Linked DNA regions of Gossypium hirsutum: region 1 is linked to region 2. A link is a contact called in public Hi-C data. All regions are on one chromosome and are shown on one strand. The core of a region is the stretch at or near the end of the contact, and the rest is flanking DNA. Distances in the headings are between cores, read along the strand shown.

Region 1 (3,723 bases), core at 984-3,483, 330 kb after region 2:
TACTATGCTACATCGGAGACTCATACTGCGAATTAGCTTTATGCGATTTGGGAGAAAGTATAAACTTGATACCCATGTCTGTGTTTAAGCGATGAGGGATTGGTGAGGTTAGACCAACAACTATTACACTTCAATTGGCAGACAAGTCGATAACATATCTGGAGGGAAAGATTGAAGATGTTTTGGTACGTGCTGACAAATTTATTTTTCCCGCTGACTTCTTTATTTTGGATTTTGAAGTAGATAAAAAAGTCCCTACCATTTTGGGAAGACCATTTTTGGCAATTGGGATAGATGTTTAGAAAGGGGAATTCACAATGCGAGTACAAGACAATCAGGAAGTAGAGTTACCTATGAACTTGAAAAGGCACAAGAAGGATATCGAATGTCATATTACAGATACTTAAGGTAACAGTTGTTATTGGTATACACACAGAAGATTGCCAAAAGATTATGAAGATGAGTCCAATAAAGGTTAGAAAAGACGGTTCCGAACGTGAGTATTTGATCCAGGAAAACTGAAGTCCCGGGAGTTAGGATCATTTACCACTGCTAGAATAATTTTGACTATCGAGGGTTAGTGAAGGTTGACCCAATCTTGGGTATTTGATCTAGGTAAAACTTAAACTTCGATGGCATGAGAATTCCACTGTCAATCAAGCCTTTCTTTTTGTAGGTAAGATTTAAGGTAAGTGGTCAATGGTTGAAACATTGTCAAATCGGTGAATTTGAGCGGAAAAATTATTTGACTCACTTTAATTGATCCGTAATGATTTTTATGTTGGAAGGCTGCTAATTTAAAAAAAAATTTATGAGTAGTCCATAAATAAATAAAATTAGTTATTATGTACCTAATATATATAAATATGTAAATAAATAATAATAATAATAAAGAAATCCCTTGTTAGCTTAATTTTTGACTTAGAGGTCAAATTATTATTTTACTTTTTATTACTGTGTTTCTTTTCAAATTATTATTTTACTTTTTATTACTGTGTTTCTTTTCAAATTATTATTTTACTTTTTATTACTGTGTTTCTTTTCTTTTTTTTGTTTCCCTGGGTTCTTTCCTCAACCGTCGTCGCCTTGACTTTTCCATTCCAAGTTATCGTCGGCCCTGTCTCATTCTCTCCACCTTCAAGCGTCACCGCCTAGCCTTCCCCATCCCACGCCCTCGCCTTTCCCTCCACGATCAATTGTCACATTCATCAGCGGCCTGCTACACCACCCATGACAGCCAAACTACCGCACCTTCCTCCCTTACCCCGTCACCGTCGCGTACCACCATTTTGTGACACCATCACCGAACAACAACTCTTTTTCCACCATCCGCAAGCACCATAAAACCAATTGTAGCATCCATCCGCTCCACTCCCTTGCCACGACCTAGTCACATAGCCAGTAGTAGCAGCTCTTTGTATCAGAAATAAACGACAACCACCCTAAGCGGCTAAGCGACCAGATCTCCTTGCACATAAACAAGAGTATTATGTCTCGGAAATGGAAAAGAGTGAATATTCAGACTGATGAAATCCAACCCTTGTTCTGCTCTGGGTGCAAGAGCACGATATATTACGATCTTTAAGAAAAACCGATGCTCCTGGATAAGGGTTTCCAGCTTACTGGTAATAACGATGCCGATGCGCCGGCATTCATTCAGGAGGTCGTTAATGAACGGGGATGGAAAGTATTTTTTGATGTCTAAAATCTTTCGGATGAAGGTATTGTTCAAGAATTTTAGTCTCATTTTAATCTGTCTACAGTAACAATATTGCAGATTCGAGAAAGGGAATTGTTTCTAACAACATTAGTCATCAATGGCTTGTTTGATTTGCCTGATATTGAGAACGATGATTACTCGACCCTATGTGAAGATGTTAATGCGAAAAAAATTCAAGATGTTTTGAAAGTAGTCACAGTTCTTGGAGCTAAATGGACGCTTTTGAGGCAAGGTACTCGTTACTGTCAGAGAGAATTTCTGACTCAAAAGGAAAATATTTCATCTTCTAGCCCTGGAACCCGACTCGCAGAATCGAACTTGAGGATTTTGCTACACCTAGGTAGGATGTTGATGACGTGATCTCGTATACAACTTATAGGCCCAACCTCAAGAAGCCCAATCCCGAAACATTTGGCTCGAATCTAGAAGAATTGTCAGAACAAAGAATGATTCGTGATGCCTACGCGAGCTAGGGCCAAGATAATGAAGGAGTCATTCATAGGCCTAATTCAACATCTATTGGCTGAACCCAATCCGCTCAGCAACTATTTGGCTCCAGTTAAGGATCCAGGTTCGTGCAACTTGTTGCACGTGATGAATTAAGTCTAACAAGATTGTTTGGTTGCTTTCCCACAACTAGTTTTTCATTTATTTAATTTCCCTCAGCTCATGATTGCTAAACTTTAATTTTGGTGGTTTTTAGTTAAATTAGTTGTTAGTTTATTTATTCACTTTAATTGCATTTTAAATATGTTCTAATTTAGCTATTAAATTTGCCCAATTTTATTGCAGCTTTATTATCATATTTAAAGTGTCGTAAATGTTGTTTATTGTGCTCGAAAGGAACAGCAATGGGCGGCTAGTTTGGGGAACAAATGTAACCATTCAAGTGATGATCCAAGGGCCATTCAACTACATGAAGATGCATGGAGTTTTCGGTCACTTAAAGGCTGATTCATGAAGGCATTTTAATGGTCAAGTGGAGATGAATGTATGAGAGGAAATGTTCATGAACCAGTAGCTTAAGCCAATCCATCTCCTATTTCCATGCATGGATATTCGGCCATTAAGGAGTGCATGAAGGGACCATTCAATTTGGATGCATGTGCATGGATTTTTCCTGCTAATTAAATGCTTAAATATGAACAAACATTGCTTAAGGGCTAAGGATGCACGGACGACACAAGGGGGAATGAATGCTGAATTTCCAAGCATTAAATGTGGGTTCATGTAATGTGAAAATACTTTGTACCTAAGGGATACATATATGGCCGGTTTTGAAGAGGCATTTTTCAAGTCCTATAAATATTCGGTCTAGGTCACTTTGGAAGAGTGAATAAACCAATCAATCAACTTTGAAACTCAAACTGAGTTTATACTCTTTCTTCTTTTTAGAAATAAAATCAAACTTATCATGAACTTACCTTCATGCGGTGTTGATTAATAGATCCTATCGCTTCCCTTCTCAACTCTTTTTGAAGTGTAACGATCATCCTATATCGTTGGTTCCTATCTCAATATAGATAATAGGTAGCGATCTTTCTTAAAGCAACTAACTTGTTAAGACTTAACTTTGCTTTGTAGAAATCAAGTCACACTGTTTTATAGTGCTGGTTCATTTTTGGATCAAGTTTCGTTTTATCAATTTTTATTCATTCCGTTCTTCCAATACCCTAAATACATTTCAAGTTCTAAGCTTAACTTCCCTTTTTTTCCGAGAAAGTACCTATTTAGACGAATAGGCATATCAAATCATGGGTCAAATTCTAAACTCGTAATCGGATTCATATTAGTTGATAACATGGATGAAGGGACAGAGTTTGATAGAATGAACAACTAATTGGGGGGATTTTTGTTTTTTTTTTGTTCTATTCCTTTAAGTTTTTCTGTGTAATAATTTTTTTAAGTTGCAATTATGAATAAAATTGAGTTAATTTGTAAATTATTCTTTTAAAAAATGAGAAGTATTGTAATGTGAATGTGCATGTCTAGGATAAGCCCTG
Region 2 (3,639 bases), core at 493-2,992:
TTTGCAGCGAGATTTAACTGATTCGACAGTCTTGAGGAACATGGGGGGAGGACTTGGTCATTCCCTTCTTGCTTACAAAAGTGCGCTGCAAGGAATAGGAAAGCTCCAGGTATGTTGCATAACATGAAGGTTCTGATCTCCTTTAAGTGTATTTTAGTGCCAAAGGTTCTTGTTAATTAAGTCCTGTATTTGGTTATTAGTTTGTGAAAGGTCTAATTATGCCCTTGCCCCTGTACTCCTTGGACTTCGATATTTAGTCCCTCTGCTTTTAGTTCTTAGGGTTTAAAATCCGAGGGATAACGCTGTTAATTGACTTATGTTAAATTTGAGTATCAATTGGACTTAACTTATTTAAAAGTTTGAATGTTCAAATGTCACATTTTCAAATTTAACGATAATCCATTGATTTTGTTATCTGTTGGATTTTAATTTTCAAATTTGACAAATGAGGGACTAAATTCCTGGAAATAAAAGCTAAAGTATTAAATTTTAAAAAGTCTAAAAAGAGTACAAGGACTTGGGGCATTTTTAAATCTTTGTGAAAATTTTGACTTCATGATACATCTATGACTTGTGGTAAGGCACGTTAGTTTATTTTCTTCAACTAGTGATAGTTAGCCGCTTGATATCACCTGTGATGCAAAAGCCCTTGCTAATCCTTCTCTAAATTGTAGTTTTGGGTGCTTTACTGCATACTACCATCTCTCTTAAGCTCCCTTTTGATTCCAGGTCAATGAAGCTCGGTTAAGCGAAGACTTGAACCAGGCATGGGAGGTACTTGCGGAGCCAATTCAGACTGTATGTATCTTCTGATCTACATTTATTGAATGCCCTTTTCTGTTTCAATTTTTTTGTAAGCGCAAAGTAATAGAGGCTAGATGGATAGTATTTTGATTCATCTTTTTGTTTCTCTTTTTAACTTGATCTGTAGGTCATGCGTAGATATGGTGTTCCAGAGCCTTACGAGAAGCTGAAGGAGCTTACTAGGGGGAGAGCAGTTACCAAAGAAAGTATAAGGGAATTTATTGAAGGCTTGGAATTACCCGAAGAAGCTAAGACTCATCTTTTGAAGTTAACGCCACATTCCTACGTGGGTGCAGCCGTTGAATTAGCCAAGACTGTGGATTCAGCTGTGAACGTGATAAACGGTTCTGAGGTTTTGGAAAACATGTCGTTGAAAGAATTAGCCAAGAAACTTAGTCATATTGTTGCACCATATGAGACTGGTTAAGTATTAAGATGATAAATGTGGTAGCTATTCTTTGAAAAAAACAAATTCAGAGAGGGTACAAGGTGAGACAAATCCCTACTGGTGGAAGTGATTATCATGTCATGTTCATATGGTGTCATGAACTCTGAGCTGAGATTTTGTAAGCAATCTTAATAATGAAAATTAACTTGAATTGCTGTCACGTTCTCCACTAACTGATGAAGACTTTGTATTGAATGCGACATATGAGACATAACACATGTCAACATAATAATAGCAAAAATAAGCATGAATATGATGATATGAACCAGTCTGTACAGAGATTTTCACCAGGTGTACCTATAGAGTTTCTTGTACACTTTATCACGGCAGAATCTTTTGACTAGCAAAAACATCATCATCAAATATATTCTTTTTTAACAACATAATTGGTGGAGCATACACTACAAAAATACATTGCATGATTGAGATGGTGGAGCCCAAGAATTATCATACCAACTATATTTAATCAAATTCTCTGCTTTTAAACAAAATTGCAAGTAAAACCCTGGAATAATCTCCTTGTTGTCAAAACTACCCCCGATTTTAAAGTAAAAACACTACGCAATCTGTCATGTTTAAAGTCATCGTCGTCCTTGGAAAGAAGCCGTTAACAATGATCCACACAGTACAAAGAAGGAAGCTTCTCTACGAAAGAGATACAGTCGTTTTTGTTGTCAGGTTTTCATTTTCTTATCCTCTACAGGTAAAAGCCTTCGAAAGCCTCTCTCAGGTTCTCTCTCTTCTCTTGTCTCTTTGCCTTTCCTTGTATTGTTTAACTTTAAGATAATGAGGAACAAAAATAAACCCAGTTTTTGCATTATTAATTGCATCAGAATTCAATTCTGTTTTGTTATTAACTCATGGTAATTTGGGTATGAAGTTATTTCTTTTTCTTAATTGTTGTTTTTATTTTATTTTTTACCAAATTGCTACTGTGAAGCAATGAGTTGATCAGCAAATTTTGGACTTTAATGATTATTAGTATTATATCTAGAAAGTCAAATGGTTATGGACCCTTTCCTTCCTTAGAAAGATATTCTTGATAAAAATGGAAACTTGATTCCTTGTCAAGAGGGCAATGAAGTTTGAGTGCTAGCTCAGACCATGGTAGATCATGAAGCTGCTTGTAAGTTGCAGCTGTAAAGTTGGGATTTTTTGTCTTGATTTATCATATCAGTGATTGCCACCATATGGTTAAAGGGGTTTGTTTTGGGGCGGGGGGGGGGGGTGGAATCTTCTATATCAGTTGATTGTTATTTGTCGTTTCAGGTGACCCTTCAATGATTTTGAAGGGATCTGGGCAGAATTTTGCAGCCCTGATATGAATCTGGCTTGACTGAATCACAATGTCAGCTTATGGCCATCAAATGGAACGGGAGTTCTCCTCTCAGAGTCTCTTGAGTAGGGAAGATACTGGTAAGGCACTTCTTTATTAGATCCCAACAGTTCTTTCAATTCCAATACCCTTTTCTCAGAGGCTTTTAACCATTCATTTGGCATGACTGGATTGTTAATTAATCCAAATATTTTGTATGCAACATTGTTTTAATGGGTTGACTGCTTAACTCATTTCGTTTTTATGGTTCCTACTGCTAAACCTTCCGATGTTCGATATAAATACGTATTAATCTCGGTCGTTCTTGACAGAGAGTGGAAGCCAATATGTGTTGGAGTCGGGATTCTACATGAAATCTTTTGCTGCAACAATCTTCATTGCTGGTCTTCTAATTGTTGGTGTTCTTTCAGTAACTTTACTTGTAACATTAGCAGTAATGTTGCGATCCTGTGAAAGTAGGAGCAAGGGAGTGGTGGAGATTGAGAAAGCAAGTGATAGCTACCATTATTGCAAGGCTTTTGCTTTACATGGGGAACTCAACAGCTTGGAAGAACCCGAGATTCCTCCAGTCTGCTGGAATCTAGCCATTCATTATATCGAAGGGGGAGAATACGAACGAGACTTAAATTTCATGATTTCGATGATTGAGAGCTTCTTCGATACTATTTCACCATCGGACAATCATTTGGATGCTGTGTTAATAGACATAGATGACATCCTTGCTTCAAATCATACATACACCTATCAATCAATGCACCAGCAACAGTAATTCCGCTTATTTTTTTCTATGTTACTTGGGACTTTGTCATTTTCCTGTTAATAAATTACTTAAACCAGATTAAACTCATGTTTTGGCTCAGGTTCAACCAATATGGCTCTAACAAACCAAGTGGTTCCATCGAAGATGCAGCCAATCTGAAGCACTGGCGAATACTGGAATTGTATGTGAAGCTTAAGTCAAGAGGATGGTCTTTGATTCTATTATCAAGGAAGCCTGAGAGACAGCGAAATGTTACTGCTGAACAGCTCAAGGCTGTGGGATTTAATGGTT

What was found. Hi-C and Micro-C count contacts between places; a contact is called where the count stands out from the background.
Region 1: a contact with region 2 is called in a Hi-C map of leaf, with 3 times the contacts expected there. The contact joins the enhancer-like site here to the promoter of LOC107957115 in region 2. A contact is called at or near these places in 7 of 34 Hi-C or Micro-C datasets (callus, leaf and petal).

Annotation. Positions count from the first base shown.
Region 1 is chrA05:95,642,783-95,646,505 of Gossypium_hirsutum_v2.1, forward strand. No RefSeq gene overlaps it. Among protein-coding and RNA genes, the nearest start is that of LOC121229785, 3.1 kb to the left of the region's middle. Within about 2 kb of position 2,234, at least 2 of the 9 cell types and tissues checked have an H3K27ac peak or open chromatin away from gene starts, as enhancers often do.
Region 2 is chrA05:95,315,084-95,318,722 of Gossypium_hirsutum_v2.1, forward strand. It overlaps LOC107957115, which reads left to right and starts at 1,743. Exons shown (of 5, transcript XM_016892557.2): 1 at 1,743-2,378; 2 at 2,522-2,668; 3 at 2,900-3,353; 4 at 3,449-3,639. The coding sequence starts at 2,599. It overlaps LOC107957114 (adenylosuccinate lyase), which reads left to right. Exons shown (of 10, transcript XM_041114159.1): 8 at 8-109; 9 at 730-798; 10 at 932-1,412. The coding sequence ends at 1,231.